Linked DNA regions of Mus musculus: region 1 is linked to region 2. The links are chromatin contacts, called in public Hi-C maps. All regions are on one chromosome and are shown on one strand. Each heading gives the region's core, a stretch centred on a gene start, on an enhancer-like site or on the middle of the called end of the contact. The rest is flanking DNA. Distances are from core to core; before and after follow the strand shown. Region 1 holds the start of Smim12 (small integral membrane protein 12). Region 2 holds the start of Map7d1 (MAP7 domain containing 1).

Region 1 (4,984 bases), core at 35-2,534, 990 kb after region 2:
TCATTTCCACTTTAGCTGGGGATTCTGTGCTTACCCAGGTCTGCTGGAGGGAACTTCTAGTCACTATTAAGATCCAGCTTAGGGATCTGTCCTTCCAGGGAACCTCCACTCATTCTTCTTGTATGGACGGACAGTGTCCTCTGTTATGACACTGTGTGGGTCTTCCTGTTTCTTCTCCATCCAGGAAACTACGGAGGGCAGTCCCCATTTGTATCGCCAATGTCTAGCTTGTAGAATGGCTAAATGCCAGCCTGTGTTCTAGACTGTTCTGATCTCTTCCCACAGATTCAATGCACAAGTAATCAAGGTCTGATAATCACGGTTGCTAATTTCTGGCAGCTTCTTCCTCCCCATCTTCGCTGTCAGGCTTAGCTTTGGGCTCTTTGATCTAAAAGAGGAAGAATCTCTAACTTGACAGTACAGTCTTGAAGACGCTTCCTGTGAGAGTACCCGTGACCTTGAGAAATGGCTCACTGCTAACTTAAGGGAAGCTGGGTAGACTTAAGGGAAGCTGGGTAGAGCACTCCAGGTAGATGAAAGAACATGGACACACAGGCTTCAAACGTTGATTTTTAGCATGCTATTAGTGGGAAGGAGACTGGTCAGGTTGAGAGCAGTGTGGGCAGGTTGAGAAGGCAGGACTATGGTAGTCCATTAGAGAGCTTGGGGTGTGAGGCTTTTTCTTATATGTGATAAGTATAATTCCGCTCAGGGACAGGGGAAACATGGAGGAAGGAGAGTGAGTACTTGCGATCAGAGGGTCTTGGTACTTTCAGCAATTTGTAGACTCACTAACGCTACAATCTAGTTCCCTGCGAGATGTGTGCCTGGCACAGTATTTTACAAACAAGATGTTATCTAACCCTTGCAACATCCCTGCTGAAATGGAAGGTTTTAACGCTATGCAGAAGAATTGAGGCTCAGATTAATTAATGATGTTCCCAAGGACACACAGCCTGAAAGCACAGATCCCAAGAAGATTGAAAGTACTAGGTTATTCTCTGCTACGGGAGCTTCTGGAGGTCAGGGGTTGGGTTTTCGGTTTCAGTAATATCCGACCTAGGTAAGTCTCGGAAGACACCTAATGAACTTCATTTGGATCAATGAAAGCTGACTATTCTTTTTTCTTCTTCACAAGCATGTGGCAACGTCACAGGGGAGCCTCCGAGCCGTCAGGGGGCGCTATACTATTCTGCGTTTAGTCCAACGCAGGGTCGGGTGCCTGGCTTCCTTTCTTCTGTAGCTGGCTGGAGCTCAGCCAATCGCTGCTCTCCGAGAGATGCCAGTGGGCGGGGCCTCGGGCGCGCCCCGCGGGCCACTGGGAACCTCGGCGTCCCTGTTGCTCCCGGCTAGCGGGCGCAGCGCGGGACCTGTCCGGGGTGTGCGGGCTGGACCGCAGGTGAGTTCCCAGGGCTGAGGGCACTTCGCTTCCCAGGATCGCTGGCCCCCAGTCCCACGGGAACGGCTCCTCCTAGTTGAGGGAGCGATGGTTTCCGTGACCCGCTCGGCCTCGGCCAGCTTTTGGTGGCCGAGTGTGGACTGTGGTCAGATCTCGTCCGCCTCAGGCCCCTGCAGGCCGAAGGGTGACGAAGCCACGCGTGTGGCGTGACTGGACAGGGAACAGGAGCTGATGACCCGAACCTCACTGGCGCTCCCATCCCAACTTGGCTGGCTGTCAAGGCTGATGGTTTCACCTTCTCGGACCTCCTACGACTGCTCTCATTTGGAGAGCTTCCGGTGGGCTCAGGCACTGGGACAGGTTTCCTGGCGGCCCGGTTGACCTGTACCTGGAGCCTTTGGCTGGCGCCCCTGCGTGTCGGGCTGGAAATAGGCGTTGCAGTATTTGGGAAACACTTGTGCTACTTACATTTTGATACCTTCGGGATGACTTCATGAAGTCTAGCTGCTTATGATCATATCCCTATACCCCTTTGTGAGTGCGGGTGGAAGGCTGCTGTAGTCTTCCATAAACAAAGCAACATGTTTATGCTGCCTGTCATTCATTCGACCAACAAACTTTTTTAGCTCTTTGCTAGGGAGGATAGCAAGGGTGGGAAGAGGCACAGAGCATAGGACGATCCGGACATCCTTAGTTCTTAACCTTGTGGAGCTCCAGGGTGTTTTGAGAGCTGTAGACAGGTAGGGTAGGCCCACATAGCTTACCGAAGAGAAGGTTGTGTTGTATACATGGATGACTGGAATTCGGACAAGAGCACATAGAACTTGGGCTTTCTATGTACAAGAGTAATACTCATAGACTGGTGCTTGATATGCCCGCCCTAAGACAAATTGGAAAATTGAGAGTCTCTACCCAGGAATTGTATAAAGGACTTGCACTTGGTGTGGACCTGTGATCACAAGCACTTGGCACTGGAAACAGGAGCGTCGGCAGATCAAAGTTATCCTTAGCTACTTTGAGGGTTTGAGGCCAGGCTGGGTGCCATGAGAACCTGTCTTAAAAATAAAAACAAGCCCAACGGTGGTGGCACATGTCTTTAATCTTGGCACTAAGGAGGCAGAGGCAGGCCAGTCCAGTCTCTGAGTTTGAGGCCAGCCTGGTCTACAGAAGGAATCTGAATGGCAGGGCTACACAGGGAAACCCTATCTCAAAAAACCAAAACCAGCTGACCAAACAAACCCCAAAACTTAAAACAGAAAATAGAACGAAGTACTGAGTTAAAAATAGAATGGAGGATTGAGTTTGGGGTTCTTTGGAGCTTCCCCTCTTTGTTAATGTGTACATTGTAAGGTTTCTCGGATCTCATGATATAACTTCAGAGCTCAGAAGGAAGGAAGACTTTCAGTGTAATGAAAAGCCAAGCTAATGGGGAGCTGTAGGAGGCCCTCCACACATCTAGGGTGTGAACGGACACCATGCATACATCTGCAGAGTGTTCTTTCTGCTAGAAAAAAAGCCCAGGCTTGGCCTCAGACCAGCGGGCCTGCCACTTGTATGATTTTGGCAAGCTGACACAGTGTCTTTGAGCCACTATGGCCTTGGACAAGAATCTGGGCTCCTCGTTCCTACATCATAGAGATGTGAGGGTCAGGCGATGACCAGGGGAGATATGGTAGAGCATAGGGCATGGTGTCAGGTCAAAGGAGCAGGAAGAGAAACTTGAATCTTGCTGCAGTTCTTTGCCTTTGAAGGTCCATGTGTAGTGTCAGGCCCACAAGACACCCAAGTTCCCCCAAAGAGAATAAAAGGGGGAAATGAGGAGCCTTCAAATCTTCCATGAGGTCTGGATGTCTCACCGTAGAGCCGAGAGAGAGAGAGAGAGAGAGAGAGAGAGAGAGAGAGAGAGAGAGAGAGAGAGAGGTGTTGGAGAAACAGTTATGGAAGCATAAACACGGGCAAGTGACTCCATGCTGATGACTAAGGCGAGCATGTGAACATTGGAGAACACTGTGTGTGTGAAGTGCTTAGCCCAGGGCCCAGCTTGGAATAAGCACTCAGTAGATGGTGGTAGCTTGCATTATTACATTCATTGCCAGCAGCCTTTTATGATTGTAACGGTAATTAAATAATGGTATAAATAGTAATTTAATAGTGGTAATCATTTGTGACTAAGTGGCCATTTGAGTGTGTAGGTTTGCATATTACTTTGGTGTTTCATTGCAGGAGGCCCTAGGGGCAGCTCTACAGTTTTTGTTTTTGTTTTTGTTTTTGTTTTTTTTTTACAGCATTTTCCACGGGGACTTTTTAAGTATTAGGGTTCTGGGGCATCTGGAATACTGTATTCATTTGTGATGTTTTCAGGGACTTGCTGTGTAAGCATGAGGATGTGAATGGTTGCAGGTCGTATATTTTGAAGTTGTTTTGATCAAGATTTGTTAACTATAGGTTATTATTAGGAAAGCCAAGGCCAGAATAGAGTTACAAAACAAAACAAAACCCTATCCATCTTAGGTCAGAATAGTTAGGTAATAGATCATAGTTAAATAAGGCCCTTGTGCTTTCCCCCAGGAGAAGGAACTACTTATCATCAGGGAGCCAGAATTCAGAGTGAGGCTGTGTGAAGTTTTATAGAGCAGAGAAAAGACTTCTTTTCTCTTCCTAAGATGTTGACAGATATCTGGAAGAGAGGACCTGAGGTCATACCAGGTTGGAAGAGCCATTAATTAGGCTTGGAGTTTCCTTGTGAGGGGCATATGCACACAGTAGCACTAGTTCGTAGAGGTTTTTACCCCCGTCCCCAACAGTCGAATCTTTTGCAACTTCTTAGAGTATTTCGGGGACCCAACTGTTGCACAGAGCACAGTGGCTGCTTGCTGCTCTGCAGGGTGGCTGCCCAGTTATTAGTTGCCAGGCTGCCTGGTAAGTAGAGCACCTATGTGCTGTCCGCACGTGCTAGAAGAGGAGGCACCCATGTCTCCCTAACGCTCTCTGTATTCTTCTGCAGATGTCATGTGGCCTGTGCTTTGGACCGTGGTGCGAACCTATGCCCCCTATGTCACCTTCCCTGTGGCCTTTGTGGTCGGGGCTGTGGGCTACCACCTGGAATGGTTCATCAGGGGAAAGACTCCTCAGCCTGTGGAGGAGGAGAAGAGCATCCTGGAGCGCCGAGAGGACCGAAAGCTGGATGAGATGCTAGGCAAGGACCACACTCAGGTGGTGAGCCTTAAGGACAAGCTAGAATTTGCCCCTAAAGCAGTCCTGAACAGAAACCGTCCAGAGAAGAACTAATGGAGGGCCCAGGTCCCTGTGGTGCACAGGGATATGCCATGTCCTGCCGCCATGTCGACCCAGCTTCAGAACACACATCTGATTTGCTTTGCTGCTCACTCCGGCCCCCTGAGCACCCACAGCCACTCGTGTACTGGCTGGTCCTGTATGGCTGCAGAGCGGCAGCAGTAGGGGCCAGCAATGAGGAAGACTGCGTCTGCTCAGTGGGCTCTCTCCGTGCCTGGACAGGCTTCTGATCTTACCTGGGAGCCCTGCAGGGAGGAGCCCTGGGGAATGAACCTTGGTCTCAGGCTCCCG
Region 2 (5,087 bases), core at 1,426-3,925:
TAAAGAGCCTGGTGCCCCTAAGGGGTCATTTCTAGCACTATTCTTACTTTCTAGATGGAAAAACTTAAGATTTGGGTTAAGAAACAGCCCCCCCCCCATCGTCCAGTGGAGGTTATGACGTGGAACTCATCGATTCTAGTGTCTACACTCTGAGCTGCTTCCCAATCCCCGCCCTCCCCCACAGTTCACGCCTCCCCACTGGCACCAGTTGTAATGAGCCTAACCACAATAATGGTAATCACACTTTAAGGAGGGTGTCTGGTGCCTGCATGCCAGCTTCCTTTAGGTTCATCATCGCCCATCGACCACAAGAGGCTCACAGCGCAAACCCTGATCCATGTTTTCCCCGGGGAACAGAATCCCTAGGTCCAGGGCACTAGTCAGGAAACAGCTGTCTGGGATTTCCATCCAGGCCTTCTGACTCTAAAGGGGATGCCACCCTTGTCCCCTTACCCCATGCTGTCTGTTACAGCTCGGTGTACAACTAAGCACCTGAAGAAAGCAGGGTCACGTCACCAACACTCAGAGCCCTAGACCACTGCCCCATATTCTCCCCGGACCACTGCCCCATATTCTCCCCGGCGCATACTATGGGCCTGTCATTTACTCTCAGGAAGTCTTGGCTTTGGTCACTTTCAGATTCTCAATGTATAGAGAAACAAGGCATGATCCTGACCCAACCTGTCCTGTAACTCCATCTAGATCCCTGTGAATAGAAGAGTTTTCTCATCCAGACCTCTGCATGTGGCCTTCCGCACTCACCTAGGCCCTCAAGTACAGCCAAGCATCCCACCCCTGCCCCCATACACAGTCTGGGCCACTCATCCAAGTGCCCTAATTATAAACCAGCCCCGGCTAAGGCTGTGTCCCTGCCCTCATTTGGGCTCTCGTGCACACCCCAGTGCCATGAACTCTCAGGTGCAAAATACCAGTAAGCAGATGGCTAGACCAGGCTGGGCCTCCCTAGGTGTCCCCTCTCAGGCTCCGTGGAACCAAGACAAACTGGACCACCCTCGTTGCCAGCACAGTCTGTAAACCTCCAGAAGCCCACCAATCTCCACCTACATGTCATAGATCCCCACCAAGCACCACGAAGACACAGGGAGGAGCCCACCCACAGCCAAGCAGCCCCCACCTCATCCTGGGTGCTCTCCACCCCTATAGATGCTCTCAATCCGGGGCTCCACACCCCAGGGGGCAGGGAGGTGACAGGATTAGGCTGGGAACTCTCTGGAAATGTGGGGATGACTGTGTGAGTGGATCAGGACTTGGGTCCTCAGTAATCAAGCTTTTCCCTCCCCTTCCAGGAAGAAAGAGTCCTCCCTCCAACACGGGGCCCAACCAGAATTCTGTCCCCACCCCCTCGTCAGCTGCTCCCAGATAGAATGGGGTTTGCAGAAGTCCAGAACACTGGTGGTTGGTGGGGTGAGGGGTGGAAAGGAGAGCTTTGGTGGTCTAGGGCATTGAGACTCTGTGTGTGTGTGTGTGTGTGTGTGTGTGTGTAAAGCATCCAAAAACCCTCAGTCTGAGGGAATGATGTGGCATGTAGGGAGTGCCATCCTTGAGCGGTCACCTCATTCTACAGAGTCCGGCCCAAAGAAGTGACGTGGTGCCGGCAGACCTCTGTCACTCCTGTCCCAAATCAGACTGGGTGGGCTCTGAAGTAGGCCTGGCTTTTGGGAAGGCGGCCCACTCCCCAGCTCCCACCCGCGCCCCAAACAATACCGCCTCCCCCTCCCCCTCGCCTTTATCCGGCGGGTTACTTGGCAGCCACCGCTAAAGACCTCCCCCTCGTCTCCCTCCCCTCCTGGTCGGCCCACAACAGCAACAGGCCCTTTGCGCGGCAGCTGGACGGATGGGGTGGGGGCGAGGTCTGGGCCAGGGCCTGGGCGTGGGGGTACGAGGGCCTAGCTTCGGTATGCATAGTTCCAGACCTGAGAATCTGGTACCCTAACACACATATTAAGACTAAGGTCACACGTGCCCGCGGAGGATGGAGAAGACAGTAGCTCCAGCTCAGTAAAAGAGGATCTTCAGAGTCTGGGGTGGATCTCGAAGGAGAGTGGGGGTGGGGACGAGAGGATAGCACCAGGCTGCGGCAGAAGGGTCACCCCATCGAATCCCTAGCCGGGTTCCCACGGATCCCGATGCCCCGTGCTTCCCGGCGCGGAGGTTGGGGGGAGGAGGCAGCTGTCAGAAGATGCGTCCGTGGCCCGGAGCCTCGGCAGCGGCCACAGCCTTTATTTTTAAACTTCTAAGTGGTCAGAGGGCGCGGGGGGGAGGGGTCCCCGCCCAGCCGCCAGCCTCATCCTCGGCCGCCCTGCGGCTACTCGGTCCCCCTCCGGGCTCGCTCTTGTGTGGCTCCCGGCTTACCTGCGGGTGCGCCCGGGCCGGGCTCCACACGCGGGCCACTCTCCATGGCTGCGGCGTCACTGGAGGTTTTGGGGGAGGGTCTCAGCCGCGACGGCGGCGACGGCCGGAGGCCAGGACCAGGGTCCCGCGGCGCATCCCGCCCGGCCCGCCCAGCGGGCAAAGACCCAGAGGCGGCGGCGTTCCGAGTGGGAGAGGTAGAGGCCGGTGGCTAACGAAGCTCTGAGTAGCCAGCTACCCGAGGTCGGTCCTCCGCGACCGCGATTCTGCTCCTTTGCCCCGCGCCGGCCCAGTCCTGGTCGCGGCCCAACCCTATTGTACCGCCCGGGCTGGGCCTGGCCTCTCCGAATGTACCAAGTGCGCGGGGGATGACCGCCCCCGCAGTGATGGAGTACGGAGCCACCACGGGCACAACCAGAGGGCTCCGACACCGCCCTGCGATGCAGCTCCCGGAACTTCACGATGCTCCTTCTGTGGTCGCCGCAGGGCGGACGCCGAGCTGGGGGCACGCTGCTGGCCACACTGACTCCCCCTGCGGCCGCGCGTTGGTACGTGCCGCGCGCCTGAAGACTATGTAGGGAGCTCTCGGGTGACTCACCGGCCGCTGGGACTAGGGGAGTGGGGTGCTGGGTTAGGATCCCCTATTCTCTCTCTGGATGCTGGAGGCTCTAGCGTGCAGTCTAAATTCTCTCCCAAGCCTGCCTCAGACAAAAATCTTTATTGGGGGGGGGGCGTTGCAACGCCTGAAGAACGGTCTCATGGAGACTCCTAAAAGGGCTATCCTTTCTCTTTTCTGGTGATGGCTGCGAAGGCGCTTTTCCTCTTGCACCCTAGGGTTGGTGTCTTCTCTGTTTCTCTGGGAGTAATTACAACCCTGTAAGGCGCTTTACTCAGGTCTCTAATCTGCTGGGGCCCTCCCTGATCCAAACTGGGTGGTCCTAGCCTAGAGCCTCCCCTACCTTCATCAGAAGACCCCCATCCCCCGCCCCCACATCTCTCCAGAAGGATTTTTCTTTCCTACGGCTCGTCGCGATAAAGAGTAGTAAGCCTCACTTCACCCTCCTCCCCGAAAATACTCGGGGCTCTGGAGTGGGCTCTCCTATCTCCTGTTTCAATGCCCGCCCGCTGAGGTGAGGGCTTCGAGCCAAGTCGGGCTTGGCTTCGGACAGGGTGCAGGGAGCTTGCTGGGAAGGTGGATCGATAGTAGAGGTACTGGTGCAGAGAGGACCAGACTGGAGGGAGGAAGGAGGGGCCGCTGGGCTCTGCCTATCCTAGCCCTGCTCTTTGTCCTGACCTGGAGGTCATTTCTCTAGTTGTCCACAGATTAGGGCCAGGGAGGCACTGTCTCCCTGTCTCTCCTTCCCCTTCCTAACCACTGGACCCTCCTTCCTTAGAGCACCTCCACAGAACAGTCATTCCAAGGGAGAGGGCAGGGAGTACGATTCAGGGAAAGGGAGAAGTTTCAGGCAACCTAGCAGCAGTTTCTATCCCAGTAGTAAGTAACTGGCGCTTTGAACCCTGGGGGGAGGGGGGAGGGAAGATTCGCCCGAGGTGGAGGCTGAGTGACTTTAGAAAAGGATGGTGCTAAAGGCCAGCAACGAGAGTGACACGTCTCCTGAAACTCTAAAGTTGATAAACAGCAGTAGTGATGTGGGGGTGCAGTGCAGCCCACAGTGGCTGCCTAGCGTGCACTAAGCCCTGGGCTCGGATTTCCAGCACTACATCAAGCAGGCGTGATGGCACAGGCGTGATGGCACAGGCCGGCAATCTCGGCACTTGGAAGGTGGAGGCTGGAGGATCAGACTTTCAAGACAGGCTTCAGGGGGAAAAACAGCTTGGTGGGTAAAGGTGCTTTCAGCCAAACCTGATGATCTGAGTTGGATTCCTGGGACCCACATGGTAGAAGAGAACGAATTTCTGCAAGTTGCTCTCTGATCTCTGCACTCCTATGTAGAATTAAGAATGTACTTCATCCCGGGAGGCAGGTTTCTGAGTTCAAGGCTAATCTGGTCTGCGGATTGAGTTCCAAGACAGCCAGGGCTACACAGAGAAACCAACACACAAACACACACACACACACACACACACACACATAAATAAATAAATAAATAAACAAACAAAAGAAAAAATATATTTAGATTGGGACTCACTGTGTAGCCCTGGCTGGCCTGTAACTCACCCAGTGTACCAGAATGGCCTCCAATTCACAGAGATCCACCTTCTTTCTCCCTGGTGCTAGAATTAAAGGCACATGCCACCAATTTTTAAAAGTAAGGAATATAATAAAACTCCCTTTAAATAGTATTATAATATTTAAATAGTATTTATAATAATAAATAAAAACCCCTGGTTATGGGGCAATTTTGAGGGCAATTGGGATGTATGAGATATGCTTCACAATAAATAAAAAAATTAAATTAAATGGTGCCATGAAGTATTTTGAGGGTCATTGTAAAGATTAAGTAAGACAATGGAAATGAAGTACTTAGCATAGGGCCTGGTATATAGGAAGTGCTGAGTACATATGATGATGACGATGATGGGAACTCAGATATAAAAGAGGATGAAGATGACATTCCATATTTGCTGTTAGTCATCCCATCTGCAGGATGAGGTGATCACATGGATACTAGAGTCCATGGCTGTCTCTTGTGAATCCAGAGGTCTAAGGTTTACATTGTCCAGAGCTGGGCATAGGCTCGTACTGAGCCCTGCAG

The links. A called contact is a pair of places that touch in the nucleus more often than the background predicts.
Region 1: a contact with region 2 is called in a Hi-C map of CD8 T cells, with 5 times the contacts expected there. The contact joins the promoter of Smim12 here to the promoter of Map7d1 in region 2. A contact is called at or near these places in 1 of 39 promoter capture datasets (pre-B cells), 1 of 484 Hi-C or Micro-C datasets (CD8 T cells) and 2 of 115 datasets of contacts at active chromatin or transcription factors (microglia and pancreatic cancer cells).

The regions. Positions count from the first base shown.
Region 1 is chr4:127,242,500-127,247,483 of GRCm38.p6, forward strand. It overlaps Smim12 (small integral membrane protein 12), which reads left to right and starts at 1,285. Exons shown (of 2, transcript NM_030252.2): 1 at 1,285-1,399; 2 at 4,404-4,984. The coding sequence starts at 4,409. The coding sequence ends at 4,687.
Region 2 is chr4:126,253,644-126,258,730 of GRCm38.p6, forward strand. It overlaps Map7d1 (MAP7 domain containing 1), which reads right to left and starts at 2,676. Exons shown (of 18, transcript NM_001347198.1): 1 at 2,374-2,676. The coding sequence starts at 2,419.